2 separate regions of the Capra hircus genome follow, and region 2 is linked to region 1. The links are chromatin contacts, called in public Hi-C maps. All regions are on one chromosome and are shown on one strand. Each heading gives the region's core, a stretch centred on a gene start, on an enhancer-like site or on the middle of the called end of the contact. The rest is flanking DNA. Distances are from core to core; before and after follow the strand shown.

Region 1 (7,121 bases), core at 510-3,009:
CCAGGCTCCTCCGTCCATGGGATTTGCCAGGCAAGAGCACTGGAGTGGGGTGCCATCCTAAAGCCTCATAAAGCCTCTCTGCTTTGTTTGTAAATGTTTCTTGTGGGTACTGGTGTACCTAGGTACCCATGATGAGACCCAAGACCTCAGCACCCACCTCCTCCCCAAATCTTTCCTCCTTCGCTGGAGGCACAGAGACGTTAGGGGCTTTGCCTAAGGTCACACAGTCAGGGAAGGGCAAGGAGAGATAAGATTTTTTTTTTTAATAAACAGTTATTTTTTAATTAAAAAAAAATTTACTTATTTGGCCATGCTGGGTATTAGTTGCCACACACGGGATCTTCGATCTTCGTTGCAGATGCCGGATCTTTACTCGTGGCATGCGAACTCTTAACTGTGGCATGTGGGATCTAGTTCCCTGACCAGAGATTGAACCCAGGTCCCCCTGCACTGGGAGCATGGAGTCTTAGCCACCCAACCATCAAGGAAGTCCTGAGATAGGATATTTAAGACCGACTTTATTGGGGCTCCCCTGGTGGCTCAACGGTAAAGAATTGCCTGCAATGCAGGAGGCACGGGTTCAATCCCTGGGTCAGGAAGATCCCCTGGAGGAGGAAATGGCAACCCACTCCAGTATTCCTGTCTGGGAAATCCCACGGACAGAGGAGCCTGGCGGGCGACAGTCCATGGGGTTGCAAGAGTTGGGCATGACTTAGTGACTAAGCCACCACTACCACTTGAGATTAAATTATATTTAAAACCCCTCCAAACCCAATTTTATTGAAATGTAATTTATCCTGCAGTACGATACAATAGAAGGCGCTCATTTTAAGTCTGTACAAAGTATGACTTTTGATAAAAGCTTATAGTCATATCATCAAATCGCAATCCAGATACCATCAAGTTCCATCATCCCAAAACTAGCCCTGTGCCCCTTTGCAGTCGACCCCTCCCCTCATCCCCCAGCCCGGGCACCCACTGGTTTGTTTTTTTATTCCTATAGTTTTGCTATTCCAGCATGTCATATACATGGACTCCTACATTAGGCACCCTTTTAGTAAAACTCATGAAAATATTTGCATATAGTAAAATTTACTCTTTTCTCTGTGCTGCTCTATAAGTTCTGTGCCACGCATGCGGCAGTCACCCAGAATCAAAATGCAGATGGTTTCCATTACCCCCAAAATCCCCTCCTGCTGGCCCTCTGTGGCTACACCCTTCCCCCACTCCACCCCCACAACCCACAGCTCTCTCTGTCACTACCGAGCGGCCTTTTTCAGAATGTCTTCTAAATGGAATAATAGAGCCTCCCGAGTCTTGCTTCTTTCACTCAACTGAACGCATCTGCCGTTCATTCAGGTTGTCGAATCCGAAGTGTGTTGCATTTTTCTGGCCACGTGGGGAGGAACCACAGTTTTGCTTTTCCATCTCCCAGCTGAAGAAACATCTGGGCTGTTTTCCAACTGCTAGTGATTCAGAAGAGAGCTGCTAGAGACAAGCACATACAGGTTGTGTGTGTGTGTGTGTGTGTGTGCGCGGGTGCGCGCAGAGGTTTTCATTTCTCTTGGGTAAACACCCAGGAATGAAAGGGCTGGGTCATATGAGAAGTGTATATTTAACCTCTGGGGAGATTGGCAAACTGTGTTCCAAAGTGGCCACTCTGGTTTGCATGCCCACCAGAAGCGTGTGGGAGATCTTGACTGCAGAACCACAATGTGAGGCCAGGGGGTCTGTGAGATGGTGCTGAGCTCTCAGCCGCCACTGCTCCTGGAAAACTGTGATTGCGAAAAAAACTCTTTCCCCCTTGGTCACCATGCATGCAGTTGTTTAAAGAGAAACAAAAAAAGAATGAGGAAGCAATTGGAAACTGATGTGGTGTGATCTCCTAGATGTCTTGCTAGGAGGACACTGCAAAGCAGGATAAGAGTGTTTGCCATTTGCGGAAAGAAAGGAGGGGGAAGAAACACACGTACACGTTTTCTCATCCTTGCAGAGACTATCTCTGGACAAGACCCTGGGACGGGGGAACAGCACTGGGAAGGGTCAGGCCAGGTCGATAGGTTGCTGTGGTGGGTAGGTTGCTTCTCACTTCCATTTCCTGTCTTTTGGATTTTGAAACTTGTGAATGTCTTACAGGTTCAAAATAGAGGCATGCAATCCACACACTTCACCGACAGGTATTTCGGGCCTTGCTCTGGTGGTGAACCAATAAGGTCTGGCCCCTGGGGATCAGAATCTAGTTCTCCAGACAGACTATCAATAGGGCAAGGAAAATATAGAGAGTGTCAAGTATCTGCTGAGGAGAAAAATGAAGCCGGCAAGGATTCCCCAGGCTGACAGGCATCCACCTGCCAATGGAGGGGACACGGGCTGCATCCCTGCTCTGGGAAGATCCTACGAACCGCGGAGCTTCTAAGCCCGTGGGGTGCGCTAAGACTACTGAGCCTGCGCGCTGCAGCTACTGAAGCCTTCCCGCCTAGAGCCTGAGCTCCGCAGCAAGAGAAGCCACCGCGATGAGAAGCCTGTGCACCACAACGAACGTAGCCCTGGCTTACTGCAACTAGAGAGAGCCGGTGCACAGCAGCAAAGACCCAGTGCAGCCATAAATAAATGAAGAACCAAAAAAAAAAAAAAAAAAGAAGTCGTCAAGGGACTGGGTGGGGGGAGGGAGAGGTGGAGAGTGGTTTCAGTTCAGCGCGGTTGCCCAGTGGCTCAGTCATGTGTGCGACTCTCTGCGACCCCAGGGACGGCAGCACACCCGGCTTCCCTGTCCATCACCAACTCCTGGAGCTTGCTCAAACTCATGTCCATCGAGTCAGTGATGCCAGCCAACCATCTCATCCTCTGTTGTCCCCTGGTTTAAATTTTTTTAAAATTAATTTCTTTAATTTTTTAAGCTTCTTATTTCATATTGGAGTATAGTCAATTGACAATGTTGCAATAGTTTCAGGTGTACAGGAAAGGGACTCAGCTGTACATATACAGGCATCCATTCTCCCGCTATATTTATTTTTCAAATTTATTTATTTATTTTTGGCTGCGTTGGGTCTTGACTGCTGCTCCAGAGCTTTCTCCAGTTGTGGCTCATGGGCTTAGCCACCCCTTGGCATGAGGAATCTTTCCAGACCAAGGACCGAACCTGTGTCTCCATTGGCAACCACTGGACCACCAGGGAAGTCCTAAATTGTTTGTTTTTTTTAAAAATCCAGAGGCCCCTATTTACTGTTTGGTCGCTAAGTCATGATCCGACTCTTTGTGACTCCATAGACTGTAGCCTGCCAGGCTCCTGTGTCCATGGGATTTCCCAGGCAGGACTACTGGAGAGGGTTGTCATTTTCTTCTCCAGGGGACCTTCCTGACTCAGGGATAAAACCCATGTCTCCTGCATTGGCAGGCAAATTCTTTACCCCTGAGCCCCCAGGGAAGCCCAAATACTAGAGTAATTCATTCTAATCACTGGATTAGACTTCCGCATTCATGGATGTAAATGTTTTTCCAGGAGTACAGCTTTGCTTTCATCATGAGGTGTGAAATGTAATGCTCTCATCCTCTTTTTCTAAATTGTCTGTAATTGCAGTTTTTATTTCCTCTTTTACCCAAACACCATTAAGGAGACCGCTTTAAAAGTTCTAATTAGAAAAAAATGTTTTGCAGTGAATTGAGAGGCCCCTATAAGGAGTGACATTTGGGCTAGGTCGTGAAGGAGGGGAGAGAAGGAGTCATACGGACATCTGGGAGGAAGAGTGTTCCAGGCTGAGGGGACAGCAGGTGCAAAGGCCCTGAGGTGGATTGTGCTGGCTATTTGAGGCCAGTGTGGCTAGAGTAGAGGGAGCAGGGGGATAGGATGGAAATGAGATTAGGAAGACAAGGGGTAGAGGGAGGCTTGAACAGACTGTTCGGGCTTTCTGGGTTGCAATGGCAACCCACTCCAGTACTCTTGCCTGGAAAATCCCATGGATGGAGGAGCCTGGTAAGCTGAGGTATCCTGGTAAGAGTCGGATAGGACTGAATGTCTTCACTTTCACTTTTCACTTTCATGCTCTGGAGAAGGAAATGGCAACCCACTCCAGTGCTCCTGCCTGGAGAATCCCAGGGACGGGGGAGCCTCGTGGGCTGCCGTCTCTGGGGTCTCACAGTCGGACACGACTGAAGCGACTTAGCAGCAGCAGCAGGAGCATAAAGACTTTGGCTTTTATTTGGAGGGAAATGGGAGCCCTGAGAGGGTTCTGAGCCAGGCCCCAAGGGAGGGATGTGATCTGATTTAGGATTTAACAGGGTCTCTCTGGCTGTGATGATTCAGTGGCAAACAACCCTCCTGCAATGCACGAGATGCAGGTTCAATCCCTCAGGAAGATCCCCTGGAATAGGAAATGGCCACCCACTACAGTATTCTTGCCTGGGATAATGCCAGGGACAGAGGAGCCTGGTGGGCTACAGTCCATGGGGCCACAAAGAGTCGGACACAACTGAAATGACCACACAACAACTCTGGCTGCATGAGGGCCAAGGACAGAGGCAGGGAGCCCAGTAAGGAGGAGGAGACACGGTGGTCTGGGCCACAGGTGATGTGATGGTGAGTGGAGCAGTTGCGATGGAGAGAAGTGGCTGGATTCAGAGGCTATTTTGAAAGTGGACACCGCAGTGTGTCTTATTTCTACCTGTAAAAGGGGCTGTGTGCGGGGCACAGGGAGCAGGAAGGGGAGGAATGAGAGGCTCAGGCCTGTTTTGTGGAGATCAGGGGAAACTGTCCTTGGGGCCCTGATGTTTCAGCTGAGACCTAAAGCAGCTGGGGAAGGCTGATGGAGGAGAACACTAGGATCTTTTAGAAAAACGGAAAGGAGGGTGGAGGCAAGCAGTAGTCAGGCCACACAGTGCCCAGTAGGCCTGGAACTGAGGTGTAGCCCTCAGGCTTTCTCCTGAGGGCACTGGGGAGCCATAGTTGGTTCTGAGCAGAAGTCAGGATTGAGTCTTTTTTTTTTTTGGCCAAACTGTGGAGCTTGTGGGATCTTCGTTCCCTGACCAGGGATCCAACCCTTGTCCCCTGCAATGGAAGCTCGGCATTCTAACCACTGGACTGCCAGGGAATTCCCAAGCTTGAGTTTTGGAAAGACCCCTCTGACTGTGCAGGGGGACCAGCTGTCTGCCTCAAGACAGCAAGTAGCTTGGGTTGGGAGGGTAGGTGCAAGAGGAGTGGAGAGGGTCAACTGGAGAGACTCAGGAGATAGACCCCTGGGGACGGGAGACAGTGGGGGTCCATGTTGACTTCCAAGGTCATCGTCAGCCATTGAGCCAAGTGTTTCTCATCTAGGAACTCCACGAGTCTTCACAATCACCCAGGGGAGCATCCTCTTTTCATAGCTGGGGAAACTGAGGCTGGGAGAGCCTGCAGAATTTCCACTCCAAGGCTGCACAGTGGGGAACCAGAAGTGGGGAGATTCGAACCCACACCGTGTCTCGCTCTGTGGAGACCAGGATGCGGTCCAGCTCATTCTCCTCCAGGGGTGGCCTCAGGCAGGTTAGGTCGCCACCGTCCCTCCTGCGGCGCCCTGAGCCCCAAGCCCAGCTCTGGACTTTACCCCCAGCCTCCACCCCGTGCCAATAAAAGGCTGCGAGAGGTGCAGAGGCCTGCGGGCGAAATTCCCCTACTCCTGGTGCCAGGGGAGTTACCCAGGGCGCGGAGGGCAAAGGGCAGGCGCAGTGAAGGGGGCAAAAGGGGAAGGCGAGCATTTGCAGTTCCACCTGGCCGTGCAGCCTCGTGGCTTTGGGCCTCAGTTTACCCCTCGGTAATATGGGCGTGGCTCCTTCGAAGGACTGGCAACCGCTGGCGAATCTTCCCCTCGGGCGGTCGGGTGGGAGGGGTGGTGGTGGGGGGAGGGGGGGTGGAGGGAGATACCAGAAGTCCCAGCCCAATGGGGACAATAAAGTGCTCTTATCAAGTCTGAGGAGGGAGACAGGATTTCCCAAGTAGGACAGAGAAGATAAGGCCCAGTTCCCTGGATGGAGAACAGGATTTCCAGTCTGTTGGGGGAAGGTAAGAAAGGTTCATTCTGACGTGTGAAATGAGTTTCTAATCTGAGGGAGGAGACTGGTAGCCCCAGTCTGATGAAGGAGTTAAGAATACCGCTCCCCCCATCCGCAACACACACACCACGACCCCGAAGCGGGAAACTAGACCCTCCAGTCTGAGTTTCCAGTGTGATGACAGATAAAATCTGCTGCCGCTCAGCCACCTCTTTCCGGAGCCCTCCGAGTCCGAGCAGCACCTAAATGCTTCAAATACCACCGTGAGCAAGCCCCAGCTCTGGAGGGTCCAGGACCACAGGACACAGAAGCAAAGGGCCTGTGGGGTTTGCCCCTACCTGGGCTCCGTGCGGCGGGACTCTGGGCCGGACGCCCCTTCGTGAGCTCAGAACCCGCTGGTGGTGACGGTGGTGTCCTAGCGCCACCTAGCGGCTGCTACGGACCAAGCCTCCCGTCCAGAGCTGGAGCCCCCCAAGAAGAAAGGGACCCCCTCCTTCAGAAGCTAGGTTCAAATCCTCCCCGCCCTCCCACCTCCAAAGAAACCCATCTGTGATTCTAAGGCTTCATCGCGCTCATCCTCCAGTGGTGGAGGGCGGTGTCTCTGACTTATCAGCCTACTCCTGTCTCTTCCCTGCGCGCAACTTGTCCGCCGCTCTCCAGTGCCCTGGAAGGAAGTCCACACATGGGGGCTGTGAGGCTGGCCTCTCTAACCTCTCCCAAACCGCCCTGTGCTTCAACTGAACCTGAGTAGTTTTGGGAGCGTGTCGTACTCGGAACTCACCTTCAGGCCTTCGCACAGACTGTTCCCTCTGCCGGGAATGCCCTTCCCTGCCTCTTTCCCAGCATCTCTCTTATTATTAATTTGTTTGGCTGCGCCAGTTAGTTGCAGCATGTGGGATCTAGCTCCTTGAAAGGGGATCGAATCTAGGTCCCCTGCACTGGGAGCTCAGAGGCTTAGCCACTTCCTTTCTCTTGTTCTTCTCCCTCAGGTCTTGGAGAAGATGTCTCCTCCTCCAGCAGTTCCTCTCTGACCCCCTCTCCAAGTCAGGGTCACAGTCCCATGGGAAGGGCTGTGTCTGCACAGGTCTTGACACTAGCTG
Region 2 (6,260 bases), core at 2,859-5,358, 36 kb before region 1:
GCCTCCCAGGGTTCAAGAACACAGACACCTCACTCACACCCACCATGGGCCTCAGGAATATCTTTGACATAGAAGATTCCAGGCCCTTCCACCTCCAGGACTCAGGAATCCAGGCCCCCAGCCCCTCCTCCCACAGACCCAGGAGTCTGGGCTTCAGACCCTGGCCTTCTCTGACCTGGAAGAGCCTGGTGAAGATGTCAAACTCGAAGATGGACACGTGGCCACTGCAGGTGAAGTCGATGGTGGAGCGCAAGGCCAGGGCCGTGGAGCCTGGCTCCACAGGGTGGCAGATGCTTAAGACCGCCTCAAACTCAGCCCAGGGCAGCACACATCTAGATGGGGGTGGGGATGGGGGCTGCAGATGAAGCCTCTGGGAGCCTAGCATGGGAGCACTCCTGGGAAGGAGCGGGAGCTGGACTCCTGGGTCTGAGGGATGAAGGGCTGGGGCCTGGATCCTGGGTCTGGGAGAGGAGGGGCTGGGGATCTGACTCCTGGGTCTGGGGGAGGAGGGGCTGGGGTCTGGATCCTGGGTCTGGGGGAGGAGGGGCTGGGGTCTGACTCCTGGGTCTAGGGTAGGAGGGTCTGGGGCCTGACTCCTGGGTCTGGGGGAGGAGGGGCTGGGGCCTGGATCCTGGGCGCCTGGTCAGGGGCAGGATGGGGCTCTAGCCGCTGCGGGTCCTGGGGTGGGCGCTCACTCACCGGGCTCCGCAGCGCTCCCTCCAGAAAGTGTGGGCGGAGACCTCGGTGAGCTGGTACTTGTGGCCGCAGTACCTGCCGCCGGGGAAGAGCGCGGCCAGCTCCGCGTGCATGTAGCTGAAGATGAGGGCCAGCTTGGCCAGCTGCCGCCTGCGGGGATGGATTCTGAGGACTTGGACTTGACCTTGGGAGTCCCACTGACCCTTCCATGCTGTGTGGGGAACACCCGCAGGGACGAGGCCCCCAGCCTCTAAGATGTCAGTGCAAGATGAAAGTCGGTTCTGAGACCACCTGTTACAGTCCTGACGCGTCCCCTCTGGGGACCTCTCTTTCCCCATCTGTGAAGGAAAGGGAGGTACCGCTTCATATCTGAGGCATCGCCCAGCAAACGAATCCCAGTCTCTGTCCAAAGCCTTGCCTAGTCAGATGTGGGGAGCATTGGGGCTCGGGCCATTTAGGGTAGGCTGAGCTCGGAGACTCCCTGTTGGTTTAAACAGCCCTGGGTGGTGGACCCCTGGGCTTCCTCCTGCTCACTGCCTCCCTGAGGAACCACTCAGGGTGTGGGGAGTAGCAGAGGATAGCTCTGACACTTAGCTCTGTGATTTTTGGCAAGTTCTTTTTTCCCCTCTTCAAGCCTCAGTTTCCTCAGCTGTGAAATGGGTATAAATACAGGGTAAGTACAGCCCCTACCTCATGGTGGGGTGGGGGGTGGTACGTGATGAGGATTCTTACCCATCTTACGAGCACATAAGATGCCAGACACAACCTGGTATATAGTCGGCATTCAGGGCATGCTACTTAGTTACTGTTCTTCTTATTTTTTATTAATAGCCTCCAGGTCTGTCCGATTCTTGATGCCTTTAGGTTAAAGCGTCTGCCTGCAATGCGGGAGACCTGGGTTCGATCCCTGGGTCGGGAAGATCCCCTGGAGAAGGAAATGGCAGCCCACTCCAGTATTCTTGCCTGGAGAATCCCATGGACGGAGAAGCCTAGTAGGTTACAGTCCATGGGGTTGCAAAGAGTCGGACACGACTGAGTGACTTCACCTTTTATAGGGAAACCCTTGAAAGTTTCTAAGCACCCTCCCTTCCCACAGTCTGTAATGCAGTCGCTGTTCACATGTGACTGGTCCAACTTGAAATGTGTTCTAAATGTGAAATACACACTAGGTTTCAGAAACTTAGTGCAAAAGTGAAAGTGAAAGTCGCTCAGTCATGTCCAGCTCTTTTCCACCCACGGATAATACAGTCCATGGAATTCTCTAGGCCAGAATAGTGGAGTGGGTATCCTTTCCCTGGTAGCTTAGCTGGTAAAGAATCCGCCTGCAATGCAAGAGATCTGGGTTTGATCCCTGGGTTGGGGAGATCCTCTGGAGAAGGGAAACGCTACCCACGCCAGTATTCTGGCCTGGAGAATTCCATGAACCATATAGTCCATGAGGTTGCAAAGAGTTGGACACAACTGAGTGACTTTCACTAGTGCAAAAGGAAAAAAAAAAAAAAAGAATGTGAATTATTGCATTAAGCATCACCTTATATTTATTGATTATAAGTTGAGCTCATAATATTTTGGATATAATGAATTTTTAAAAGTTTCTGAAATTCATTTCACCTGCTTTAAAAAGCATTTTGTAATATGTCTACTGGAAAATGAAAAACTACATATGTTGCTTCCATTAGATTTTTGTGGAAAGTCCTGGTCTAGAATCTCCATCAAAGAGCTGGTAGGACCTCATGACTCTAGAAAATCCACTGAGCCACTCACTGAGTCCCTAAGCTTCCTAGTTTCTAGAACCTACTGAATCTAGAACAGTGGGCTCAGTGGAGTTATACTACCCTTCTAAGGAGCTTCTAGAAATTTGCTTGAGGCTAGATTGTGGGGGACCATCCCCTCCAGTAAGATTTTCTCCACCCCCTACTCAACTTTCCCATGCCCCATCACACATTTTTGAAGATGGAAAATCTGGTTACAGTGATCTGAGCTTAGAGTCCAATTCCATTTTACATAAGCTTTGCTTTTCTTGGCTTGCGGGATCTTAGGTCCCTGACCGGAGATCAAATCCTGGCTCTGCAGTGAAAGCAGAGTCCTAACCCTACATAAGCGTTTTTTGCACATTAAAAATCGATTCCAAATTTTCCAGAAATTCACTATCCTGTGTGTCAAGGGAAGTCTCTTTCGTTCAGCAATGGATGATTATTTTCCCCAGGTACAAGTGTACAAGAACCAGTCAATTCTGCCTTCCAGAGTAACTGTAAGAGTGCCTTGGCATTTTCATTCCAAATAGAAATAATTTTATTATAAAGAACATTCCTTTGATCATTCCCTTATACTACAATTTAGGCATTATAGTGTTTTTTTCTTTTTTTAAGAATTATGAGTAAGTAGGTTATTCACTCGATGTATGTCATTTCAGGATAGATGTAAAGAGACCACAAAATACTTGCTCTAAAGAAAGGGCTTGGGGGCCTGTTGGGGTTGAGAGCTACTGTTCCAACCCCTGTTCTGGCTTAAATCTCAAAACTCTGCCCTTGTCACTCAACAGCCCTTTCTTGGAAATTCAGAGCAGGCAGCCTGCAGACAAAAAGGGAAAAAAAAAAAAAAAAGCCCTAGGTCCTGAGCTAGCCACCCAAGGAACTAAAGACAGGCTAAGGAACTAAAGACAGGCTCTGAGAGTGTACCAGGCAGGGTTGGTGATCAGGGCTTCAGAGCCCTTTCTCCAGTGCTCCCCACGCAGGAAGCTTCCTGGGGTCCCCACGTTCCTTAATGTGTGTCTAAATCCAGGGGGCGAACAGCTCGCTTCTGAGCCGAGAAAGAAGGGGACATGGTGAGCTCAGGGTCTCCATGCCCAAAAAAGGAAAAAAAACCTGGGAGGCTTAGTTTCCCAGGCTCTTTCACGGAGAAGGACTCCTGGGTCGGAGGGAGGAGGATGCTCGGAGCCTGAGGGAGCCCCACTGACGATCTCAACCTTGTCCCGGCGCAAGGGCTCACCTGAGTCTGGAGCCCTCCCGGAAGAGTTCGTCGTTGGCAATCTTTCGGCCCGGGGGTGGCAGCAGCGCCGCCACCTGCCTGCTCTTGGCCTCCAGGTTAGCCAGATAGACCGCCAGAAAGTCCCACGCGCCCCTGGGACCCTCGGGGACGCCTCCGCTGGCGTCCTGCCGGGCTTGCGCCACCTGGTGCAGCAGCTGCGCGGTGCGGGGCAGCAGGTCCCGAAGGGAGGGGGGACTCGAGGAGAGCCGGGGGTCCCCGCATCGCTCTTCCAGGCGCTGCAGCAGCCTCACCGCCCGGCCTAACGCGCGGGATTCTCCCCACTGTCGTCCCGGCAGGGCCACCGCAGCCATGGGTCCCTCTGATGCCGGAGGAGGGACGGGGCCCGCGGAGAAAGGCCCGGCACCGCCCAGCCCCAGGTAGGGGCGGGACGAGGCGGGAGAGGTAAGGGCGGGCCCTGGAGAACCTGGGGAGGTGACTGCTGGCACCGTGCGCCGCAAGGGGGCGGGGGCTGGGGGCTCTGGCACCTGGGTTCCTTAGAGATGGGGTTTCTCAAGTCCGATCCCAAAGGAAAGCCGGATGGGGTGGCTTTGGTGGGTGGCGACAGAACTTCCTGGGTGGGTGGGAATCGCAGGTCCGATGCCTGGGCCCTTTCTGGGGAGGGGTGGGGGGCTGGGTCCCAAGTTAGCAATGGAGGAGGGGTTGGGGGAATCTAGGACTTTTGTTGGGGGCGAGGGTGGGGCTGAGAGTTTAGCTACCCAGACCATGAAGGGGAGTGGTGTTGGGAGGTAGCTTTCCTGGGTCGTGGGTCAAAGTTTGAGTCATTGGTCGTGGTATGGGATTAAAGGTTGGAGCTAAACCTTTTAGGAGGAAACGTTAGGGAAATTGTGAGACCCTTCTGTCCCAGAGAAGAAACACAGCGTGCCCAGACCCGTGGGTCCCCTAAGAGCAGGAGTCGGGAGGAGGGTGTCTGAGGGAGCAGGAATCTGGTGACATAATTCCTGGGTCCCCATAAGCAGGGGCCTGAGAGCAGTCAGGCTGGAATTGAGACACTCAGATTTCCAAAGGAGGTGGTGGGGGCTTCTGGGTCCCCAGGGGGTGAGGCGGGAAGATGGGGCTCATGACTGCAGCAGCTGCCCAGAGCAGGGCTGGAGAGAAGCTGCTACCCAGCGAGGGCTGCGCGCTGGGCAGCCACGCTGGGCCCTGGTAGGTCGGACCGTCCCTCCGTCCCTCAAGGGATCCAGGCCACGCCCCCTGGCTTCCTGGCCACGCCCCGGCCAGGAAACTGGCCTACCTGTGATTACAAATGTGCCCATATCTAGAGAATTTCTTCCCTGGTGGCTCAGACGGTAAAGAATCTGCCTGCAGTGCGGGAGACCTGGGTTCGATCCCTGAGTTGGGAAGAGCCCCTGGAAGAGGGCATGGAAACCTGTTCCAGTATTCTTGCCTGGAGAATCCCCATAGACTGAGGAGCCTGGAGGGCTACACTTCATGGTGTCACATAGAGCCGGACACGACTGAAGCGACAAAGCACACAGCACAGAGAATTTCTAATCGGAGAATAATAGTAATAATAATAGTAGATCAAACCCGTCAATCCTAAAGGAAATCAACCCTGAAAATTCATTGGAAGAACTGATGCTGAAGCTGAAGCTCCAATACTTTGGTCACCTGCTGCGAAGAGCTGACTCATTAGAGAAGACCCTGATGCTGGGAAGGATTGAAGGCAGGAGGAGAAGCGGACGACAAGGATGAGGTGGTTGAATGGCATCACCGACTCAATGGACATGAGTTTGAGCAAGTTCCGGGAGATGGTGAAGGACAGGGAGGCCTGGCGTGCTGCAGTTCATGGGGTCGCAAAGAGTCAGAAACTACCGAGTGGCTGAACAGCAGCAACAAGGCATTTATTTAACACTCTCTGTCGAGCCCTGTGTGTCAGGCTTTACATTTTCTCACTGAATTCTCAAAAACTGAGGTAGGAGGAGAGAGAGAAGGTTTAGGGTAAGATCTGAGGCCCCCTTCGCACTCTACTTCCCTCCTCAGCCCCCATCCCTTATCTCTCAGAACCTGAGAATCCTTAATTTGTGGAATCTTTGAATTTTCATCTCAAACTAAATGAAGATTGGGTCTTTGTGGTCAGGACAGAAGGGTCTACCTCCCAGCTCCTTGACTTCCTGCTCTCTCTGAGCCTGTTTCCACCTCCAGGAAGCAGGGTGACAACCCACTGGCCTGGCAAAAATTCAAAATTTTGACCATGCCAAGTGTTGACCAAGAGTTGATGGAAGTATAAATGGACAAATCAGGTTTGAGAGTGATTTGAGAGGATCCAACAAAGCTTTGGCAGGGCAAGTCCATTGCCAGCTCCGTCCTTCAGAGCCATGGCTTGTAAACACTTTTGCTCACATTGAGACATTATATACCTGAAACAGTTCCAGGGGGCAAGCCTTACCCCATCTATGCACATGCGCTCTCGTATCTTCTAGTTAATTTCATTTCATTAAAGGAAAAATTGTGTTTGCAACCCACTAAATTGATTTCACAACCCACTAATGGATCTTGTTGGGCAGGTTGAAAAATAC

The links. A called contact is a pair of places that touch in the nucleus more often than the background predicts.
Region 2: a contact with region 1 is called in a Hi-C map of blood, with 1.7 times the contacts expected there. The contact joins the promoter of CBLC here to the enhancer-like site in region 1. A contact is called at or near these places in 2 of 5 Hi-C or Micro-C datasets (both in blood).

What each region holds. Positions count from the first base shown.
Region 1 is chr18:53,557,514-53,564,634 of ARS1.2, reverse strand. No RefSeq gene overlaps it. Among named protein-coding and RNA genes, the nearest start is that of BCL3, 17 kb to the left of the region's middle. Within about 2 kb of position 1,759, at least 2 of the 5 cell types and tissues checked have an H3K27ac peak or open chromatin away from gene starts, as enhancers often do.
Region 2 is chr18:53,596,493-53,602,752 of ARS1.2, reverse strand. It overlaps CBLC (E3 ubiquitin-protein ligase CBL-C), which reads right to left and starts at 4,108. Exons shown (of 12, transcript XM_005701875.3): 1 at 3,685-4,108; 2 at 700-846; 3 at 176-332. The coding sequence starts at 4,034.